Regions from separate parts of the Mus musculus genome. Here region 1 is linked to region 2. The links are chromatin contacts, called in public HiChIP or PLAC-seq maps. All regions are on one chromosome and are shown on one strand. The core of a region is the stretch at or near the end of the contact, and the rest is flanking DNA. Distances in the headings are between cores, read along the strand shown.

What was found. HiChIP or PLAC-seq counts read pairs in DNA pulled down with a chosen protein or histone mark.
Region 1: an HNF4G HiChIP or PLAC-seq map of pancreatic cancer cells shows a contact between it and region 2. The contact joins the promoter of Zfp398 here to the promoter of Ezh2 in region 2. A contact is called at or near these places in 1 of 484 Hi-C or Micro-C datasets (CD8 T cells) and 2 of 115 datasets of contacts at active chromatin or transcription factors (memory CD8 T cells and pancreatic cancer cells).

Annotation. Positions count from the first base shown.
Region 1 is chr6:47,834,294-47,838,259 of GRCm38.p6, reverse strand. It overlaps Zfp398 (zinc finger protein 398), which reads right to left and starts at 2,599. Exons shown (of 6, transcript NM_027477.3): 1 at 2,340-2,599. The coding sequence starts at 2,363. It also overlaps a transcript of Zfp786 not described here.
Region 2 is chr6:47,592,995-47,596,975 of GRCm38.p6, reverse strand. It overlaps Ezh2 (enhancer of zeste 2 polycomb repressive complex 2 subunit), which reads left to right and starts at 1,946. Exons shown (of 20, transcript NM_007971.2): 1 at 1,946-2,082. F830010H11Rik (RIKEN cDNA F830010H11 gene) reads right to left here and starts at 1,767. Exons shown (of 1, transcript NR_168258.1): 1 at 1-1,767.

The sequences.
Region 1 (3,966 bases), core at 1,350-3,849, 240 kb before region 2:
CAAAGAAAGATGTTTCATTTTATTTAAAGCAAGTCTCTCCACTTGAACTCTGAATACCAGCCCTCCTAACTTATAAAGTACACTAAAAAGCAAACCAAAAACAAAACAAAAGACAGCTGGTGCGATGGCACATGCATTTGATTCTAGCACTTACAGAGGCAGAAATACTTCTGTGAGTTCAAGCCAGCCTGATCTACACATTGGTCAGTTAGGGTTACATAGGTGAGACTCTGTCTCAAGAAGACCCAGTAGAAGTAGTAGTAGTGGTAATGGTGGTAGTGGTAGCAGTAGCAAAAAACTGTCAACAGTAATAAAAAGTTGTCAATGAAGTGCTCAACAGAAATGAGGCAGTGCCCAAATCCCAAGGCTCAGTGACCATTGAAGAAAAAGGGCAGCAAGACTCTGAAATCCAGAGTTGGACTGGATCCAAAGAGTTTCTTCGGGACATGACAGGACTACTGCACTCATGAACTCTTATCAGCTATGGCCGCCTGCATGAAATCAAGCAAGTCAACACTATAGCATTGAAAGGGACAGGGGCATGAGCTCCCACTCATAACTGCAGAGTTACAGACAACTGATAGCTTCTGGGGAAGAGAAAACCCAATTTTTAAGGTTGTGGCCCCTGGTAAATCAACCAAACTCCAGTGGATGCCCTACACCAAGGAGTATATGAGAAGTACCTCATGGATCATTTTTTAAAAAGGACACAAAACTGGGGACACTATGAGGGAGGGAGGAGTGAATCTGAGAGGAGTTAGGAGCAGTAGGGTGAAATGGTCAAAATACACTCTATTAAATTTTCAAAGAATAAAAATATTTTTAAATCATTTAGATTTATTTATGTGTATCTGTATCCTGCCTTCATGTAAATATGTGACAACATCTACATGCCCAGTGCCCTCAAGGGTCAGAAGAGGGCATCAGATACTTTGGAATTAAAGTTACAGATTGCTGTTAGTCACCATGTGAATGTTAGGAATCAACTCGGGGCCCTCTGCAAGAGCAACTGGTACTTTTAACTGCTGAGCTATCTCTCCATAACCCCTAAAAAGATTTCTTAAAATTAAAATTAAAAATATCAGTATTTCCAAATTCTTCTTCATAAAACAGTCTTGCCCTGGTCAGTACCAAAGTCACTGAGTCCAAGTGATTATTGAGGACTTTAAATGTGCTCAGTTCAATTGAGATGTGTTGTGTTTAAAATCTCATTAATAGTTTTATAATATTACTATTAAAATATTTTTATACTTTGAGCTAAATAACATTTCACTGAATTAACTGAAATTAATTTCCTCTTTCTTTTTACTTTTTTTTTTACTTTTTTCTTTTCTTTCTTTCTTTTTTTAAAGACACACACTCTGGCTATTTGGCCAAGCATATACTAAAATTTCTGATTCTCCTATTTTAAACTCCTCTGTGAGCCACCATGTTACCATCATGGTTTAACCTCCTAAACATGACTACTAGAGAACTAAAAGTATGTGACAGTTTTCAGCATGGCATATACCTATAGCATACACCATGGGCTCTACTATCTTTTTTAAGGGTTGGGGGAAAATTAAACTTGAAGGGTATTCCCCTCTACTCCATTCCCCGCCCCTCCCCGCTGCTCCCCTGGTTTCTTCTTTCTTTTTTACTTCCTATCTACTCCTCTGCAGACCTGCCTGACTTCTGACTTATTTAAAAAGTCTCTTTGAGCTGACCAAAGCCTTCTTAGGTGGCAAACAAAAGCAATACTTTCCAATCAGAACGTTCTGTTAAACGACCATCCCCTCTTCCTTAATGGCTGTGTGCAGGGACTGTGCGGGTTGTCCTGGTAGCCCTGGCATCTCTGGTGCATGCACGGCTGGGCCCACTGCAGGCCTGCAGCAAACAAGCACACGCACGACTGCACTACTGGCTAAGCCTGCGCTCGGTCGGCCTTCCAAGGTCCCCGCGGCGCCACAGCCTGCCCTCCCGGGCGCGCGAGGCTGTCTGTCCTCACGCAGTCCATAAGGACACACCTTGGCTTTTACCTTCCCCGCCACGCAGGTGACTGTCCTGCCGCACCTAGCAACGACAGCTCTCGCGGCTGTACAGAATGGCTGGTGGATTGCAAAAACACCTCGAGCCCACTTCCCCGTTCCGCGGGCTGACGCGGAGCACCGCGGCGCGTGTAGGTTAGAAACTGCAGACCCTGGTCCCGCGGCGTCGCCCGGCGCTGCGGTCCGCGGTGGCCTTGCGGGGCAAACGACAGCCGCAGACCCACGCGGGCCACAAGGCCCGCTGCCGTCCCCAGCTCCCTCGCCTCCCCCGAGGCCCGGGTGACAGAGACGCCCGTCCATCAGCGCCCTTACCGGAGCGGCGGTCGCCTCAGCCATGGCCCTCCGCTGCCCGGTCCTGTCCCGGGAGTCGCCACCACACGCAGGCCCGGCTGCTCAGTGCTCTCGGCAGACGGCGAGAAGCGGTCTCGCGTTGCTCGCTCTGACAGGACTCGCGCGGCAATCGGGCTTCCGGGGGCGCTGGGACGCAGAGGAGCTGAGTAGCGAGCAGCCTACGCCGCACCGGCTGCAGCCGCCCCTCAGCTGGCGCTTTGTGGGCAGCGAGTACTGCAGGCGCTCTGCCGGCCTAGACGCGCCCCCCTCCGGTCGGTCCTCCCGGGACAGCGCGCCCCCTGGCGGCCCCCGCATCCGGAGCGCCTTCCCAGAGGTCAGCTTCTGAGAAAAGAGTTTTGGTGAACGCAGATCCAACCTACTCGGGTTTCCCATCCATCTGAGAAGACCCAGCAGATGCTACATAGTTTAAGAGCCAGGGAGCGGTGTCCAGGCTGGACGATAGTGTAATCGGCTACCAGAGTGAGCTAGGTGGGAATGATGGAGTTATATCGTTCGTAGAAATTACAAATATGACTTGTATTGGCACCAGAGATTCTGATTATTTTGATTATTGTCTCACTTGGGCTTGGATGAGAAGTAGAATTTTTATAAAGATTTGTTTCTTTTAATTTTATATGTATAAATGTTTCTCTACACTTGGATGTCTACTGCCTATGGAGGCCGGAATAGGATGCAGGATAACCTGGAACTGGAGCTACACACACAGTTGTGAGCCAAACCCAGATCCTCTGCCGAGCTCACTCACCAGCACCGACAAGTGGACTACTTGAGCCAACAGAAATAAAGCTTGTGGTTAGATTTGCTGGATCTGGACTAAGGACCAACAAAAGACAGAGTTGTGTGTTTAACAGCTTGTGTGGCAGAAAGATAATCACACAGCCATAACTTTCCAGTATTTCTCTTTTTTCAAACATGTATGAACCAAAGTCTTCTCAGACATTTATCTCAGTAAATGAAATGAATCCATTCAATGCCCTCAACAGTAGACTGTCTATAGTGCCCCCACAGTATAGGGATCTTCCTGCTGGGCCACTACCACTTGAGTGTACTGTGAGTCTTTATAGTGTACATACAAAGCAATATCTTGTGTATACTTTGAGTCTACTTGAGCATGAACTGTGGTCAGATGGTGCATAGTTGGGAGTTAAAACTACCGTTCTCTAAACTAGAACATCACTATAATGGAATGAACTAGAAAAAGAAGAAAGAAGAGGAGGAGAAAGAAAGAGAGAGACAGAGATAGAGAGAAATAATTGACCTCAGGAAAATAATTAGTGATTTTATTATTAAAAGACATAATTTTTAAATGTGGCCTTCGGCCTGGCAGTGGTGATGCCCATCTTCAGTCCCAGCACTTGGGAGGCAGAGGCAGGTGAATCTGTATAAGTTTGAAGCCAGCTTGGTCTACAGAGTGAGTTCCAGGAAAGCCAGGGCTACACAGAGAAACCCTGTCTCAAAAACAAAAACAAAAAACAAAAAACAAAACAAAACAAAACAAAACAAAACAAAACAAAAAAAGGCCTTAGAAAGCAAGAATAAAGCCTGATATGATGGTACTTGCTTTTAATCCATGCACTAGGAAGCAGAA
Region 2 (3,981 bases), core at 697-3,196:
TAGTAACACAAAGTTCAAGATAAGCAGTTACCTCAAGTCTAAATTGTTTACTGAAAAAAAAGAAAAAAAAAAAAGCACGTATAAGTTGTTGATGTAGTTGGATAGCTTTTTTACCAGGACAAGTTAGTATATTGTTGACTGCTAGTTTGTCACATTATAGAGCACTCTTGAGTAACTCATATTTTTCTTTTATATATATTTTTATTTGAACATGAGTGTATTTTTCTCTGGCTATTCTTGGTTGTCAAGTTGACTACATAGGGTATTAACTAAAACCCAAGAATTAACTAAAAACTAAGGGTACACCCACGATGGCTTTTTTCTTAACTAAATCATTTGACTTTTAATCCAGATCTTTTAAGGTGGGAAGCTGCACCTGCTTGTCCTCACTCTACTTGGCAAGCCCATTCCTTTATTGGCATTTGTGCCAATGTATAATGTATACCGAATTTCAGGTGTATAATGAAGTTCAGCTGAAGGCATCCCAGCTTATGAACTGAACTAGTGGATTCTTGAATTTTCCGCTTACATACACACACACTAGTTTATTAGAGTGGCTTACAGGCTGTAGGTCCAGCTAGTCCAACAATTACTGTTTACCAACGGAAAACCCAAGAATCCGCTAGTTCTTGAGTCTACAAGCCTGGGTGTCTTTGGCTGAAGGAAGCCAGAAGATGTGTGCTCTAATGCCAGTGAAGGATTATGTATATATTCCTTCTTTCTATATATTCTGAAAATCTATATACATATTCATTCTCAGTTCTCTATCCATTCTATCAGTGAAGGAATGAATACATTCATTTATTCATTCATTCATTCAACCTGTTCCTCTAGAGAACCACGACCAATACAGATACATAACTTCCAGAGTGTTACAAATTCTCAGTCTGAACTCTTCACTATTGAACCTGTTTTCACAGGTCTGTGGGATTTTGCCATTCAGATGCATCTTATTAAAAGTAAATTTGAAATACCATTATTCACCTCATTGCCAGATAACTGAACAGGGAGTGGGGGTTGGGCTGCGTACTGTATAAGCAGCTCATTTCTATTCCTCGGGGAGAAAGGTTGACTCCCAAGATGCCATTGACAAATGTTGCAAACTCCTTACACTTTGCTGAGAAAACATGGGGTGAGCTATTTGCTCTCAAAAGTTGTTAATAAACAACTTGAAACCTTGATAAGTGCTAAGAACCATAAACGCAGCTTGGAAGGCCTTTCAGAGAAATCTGGTCGCCTTTTCTTCCGTCGTCAGGGGATTAGGCACCAGTTTTGCTAGCCAAAGCCTCCAAGGTGCCGAAAGGAACCGCACTAACTTTATCTGCCTACTGGTGCTCTCCGTGAGGAGCGAGGGCCGCCCCGCATTGAATCCCCTGTGGGGCCGGTCACACGCCTTCCTTTCAGTGGCGCCAACAAAAGTGTTGGACCCCGGGCCCAGTATGGCACGCCGGAGAAGAGGGCGGTTAAGACCGTTACCAACCCGAGTTTTGAACTATTTCAAACTTGGCTCAGGCGCCCGCCCGTCTCCTCCCCTCCCCCTCCCGAGAACCACTCAGCGCCCATTCCCGCCAAGAGCTGGCCCGCCCCCCGGCCGGTTCCCGCCATCCCGACCTCCCCGCCTCCTGCCCATAGCGGGCTTCGGGTCCCGCCAAGTGCCCGGCCTCCGCCTGCCTGTCCATGGCTTTCCTGAGAGGTACCGCACGTTGGCAAAAGAACAAAGACAGCGACTGTGGTGCTTCCACCCAGCAAGCCGCGTTCCTCAGAGCGAGCCCTGTCACTCGCGCACGCGCTGGTGAGCCTCGCGCTCCCAGGGCTGGAGCTCGCTCCGAAGGCTCCCAGCCCGTTCGGCCCTCTGATTGGACGGGCGCCCTCTCGCATCCTCCAATCGGAGAGGCGCTTGATAGTGCTGGGGGGGCCAAATAAAAGCGATGGCGATTGGGTTGCTGCGTTTGGCGCTCGGTCCGGTCGCGTCCGACACCCAGTGGGACATCGAAGGCAGTGGAGTCCCGGCGGCGGCGGTGGCGGTGGCGGCGGGTTGGGGGCGACGCGCGGGAGAGGCGCGGGCTGGCGCGCGGGACGAAGGTAGTCCGCGCCGTCGGCCGCCGGTGGTCGGCAGTCAGGGATCTGGAACGCGCCCCGGGGCGGCGGCGGCGGCGGCGGCGATCGCGGGACCTCCGCGCGGGTGCCTGGCCAGTCTTCGGCATCGCCCAAGCGGGTCTCACTCGAGCGCCGCTTTTGTAGGCGCGGAGGGAGGGCTAGGGGACAGCTTTCTGAGCGGTCGTGAGGTGTGTGGCGGTCCCCGCGGTCCCACGAGTGAACTGTGGATTCCGGCAGACGCGGGCGGGCGGGGGCCGGGAGTGGGGGCTTCTGTCCCGGAGCCTGGTCCCGCCTGGCCGGGGCTGGGGGCGTTCCTGTGGCCGATCGGGGCCGGCAGCGCTGAGCCTCAAGTCTTCTTTGTGTGGCTGGGAGGCGGGAGCGCCCGGGTAGGACGGGACTTACACACAAGTTGGTGGGACCGAGTCGAGAGTCTGCACTCAGACAAAGGACAGACTGTGTCTCGGAAGGGGAGGGGAGGACGCGACACTCGGGGCTCCCGCCGCGCGGGTGGGGGCGTGGGGAGGCGCGACGCGAGCGCGAGTGGGCAGGGCTCGTCCTTGCCTGGCCCTGCTGGGGGCGACCGGCTAACGCCGGGCCTTGCTAAGGCGGGACTGCGTGCACAATGTGGGAACTCCCTTAGCCCTGCGGCTGACATTTCCCCGAGAGCCGGGAGTCTCCCACTGCCTCGGGCTGCTAGTGTCCTCGACTGGCTTTGTGCTAAGTTCGATGGAAGAGTCCAGCTGTGTTTCCTTCTCTCACTTCATTATACAGCCCCCCTTGCACGCACCAGATCGTATGCTTCAGGGCTACTTTTTGAAAATGGGAGAAATTGAGAAAGCACGGGCTTTCGGAAAACTTGGTGAATGTCTTGTGAGTTCTACTTTCTAAAGGACCAAAACCTGAAAGAAAAACAAAATCTGTTTTGGCCAACTTGTGTGCTTTTGAGAATGGTGACAGGTGCTAACGAAATCAACTGTCATTTACTCAGTGATTATTCCCCAAATCTCCAGGGGTAGGTTGTTAAAGACTAGATGATCGAAATAAAATACCCACGAGAAATGTGGGTTTACGCTGTAGAATTGACAGTTTCTTTTTAGTGGGTCACGTTTCCCGTGAACAATAGCTTTGGTGAGTCAGAAAAGGCATTTGTTGCCTAAGAAATTCGAGTGTATTCTTGTCACAATTCAAAGAAACTTACTTTGCTTATTAACAGGATCTGTAGAATCTAAATTCATCTGAAGTAAAAATTTGTCTTTGATATTTAAAATACCGTACAACAACGCTACAACGCCTTTTCAGTTTCAGGAAAGTCGTTATCAGTTTAATTCTATGGGTTTTTAATGGCACATAAAACATTTGAAAAATACTAATGCTGTCACAGTTGAATGTAGTTTATATTTTTGGCGATTTAAAAATGTATTTTCAATTACTTTTTATTAATGAATATTAGCAGTGAATTCATATTCAGGAATAAAAGTCAATTTTACTTAGAAGAATGTGGAAATATTTAGGTTATATTTAATTTCCTGTTCTTGTATTCTCAAGTTGGAAACGGATTGGATTCTGGTCTTAAACGAAAAGAATCCTGCCTTTTCTCTTTGGAGAGGTGTACTAGAGAATGAAAATTGCATTAGGAAAACTTAGGAAAATTGCATCCTATATTCTAATTTTGATGGGTTTTGAATATATTTCTTAAAAAAAAAAACAAAAAAAAACCAAAAGAACAGACTCTTGTTGCACTGTTTCATCTAATGAAGACCTAAAGTACATCTGCTAATTTACGGTTTCATATGAATGGAGACAAAGAAATGCAGTGTCAAATTTCTGTTGTTTCTGATTTGCAGGAGCATCGTAGAATAGACATTCCAGGTGCAGCTCTAAATG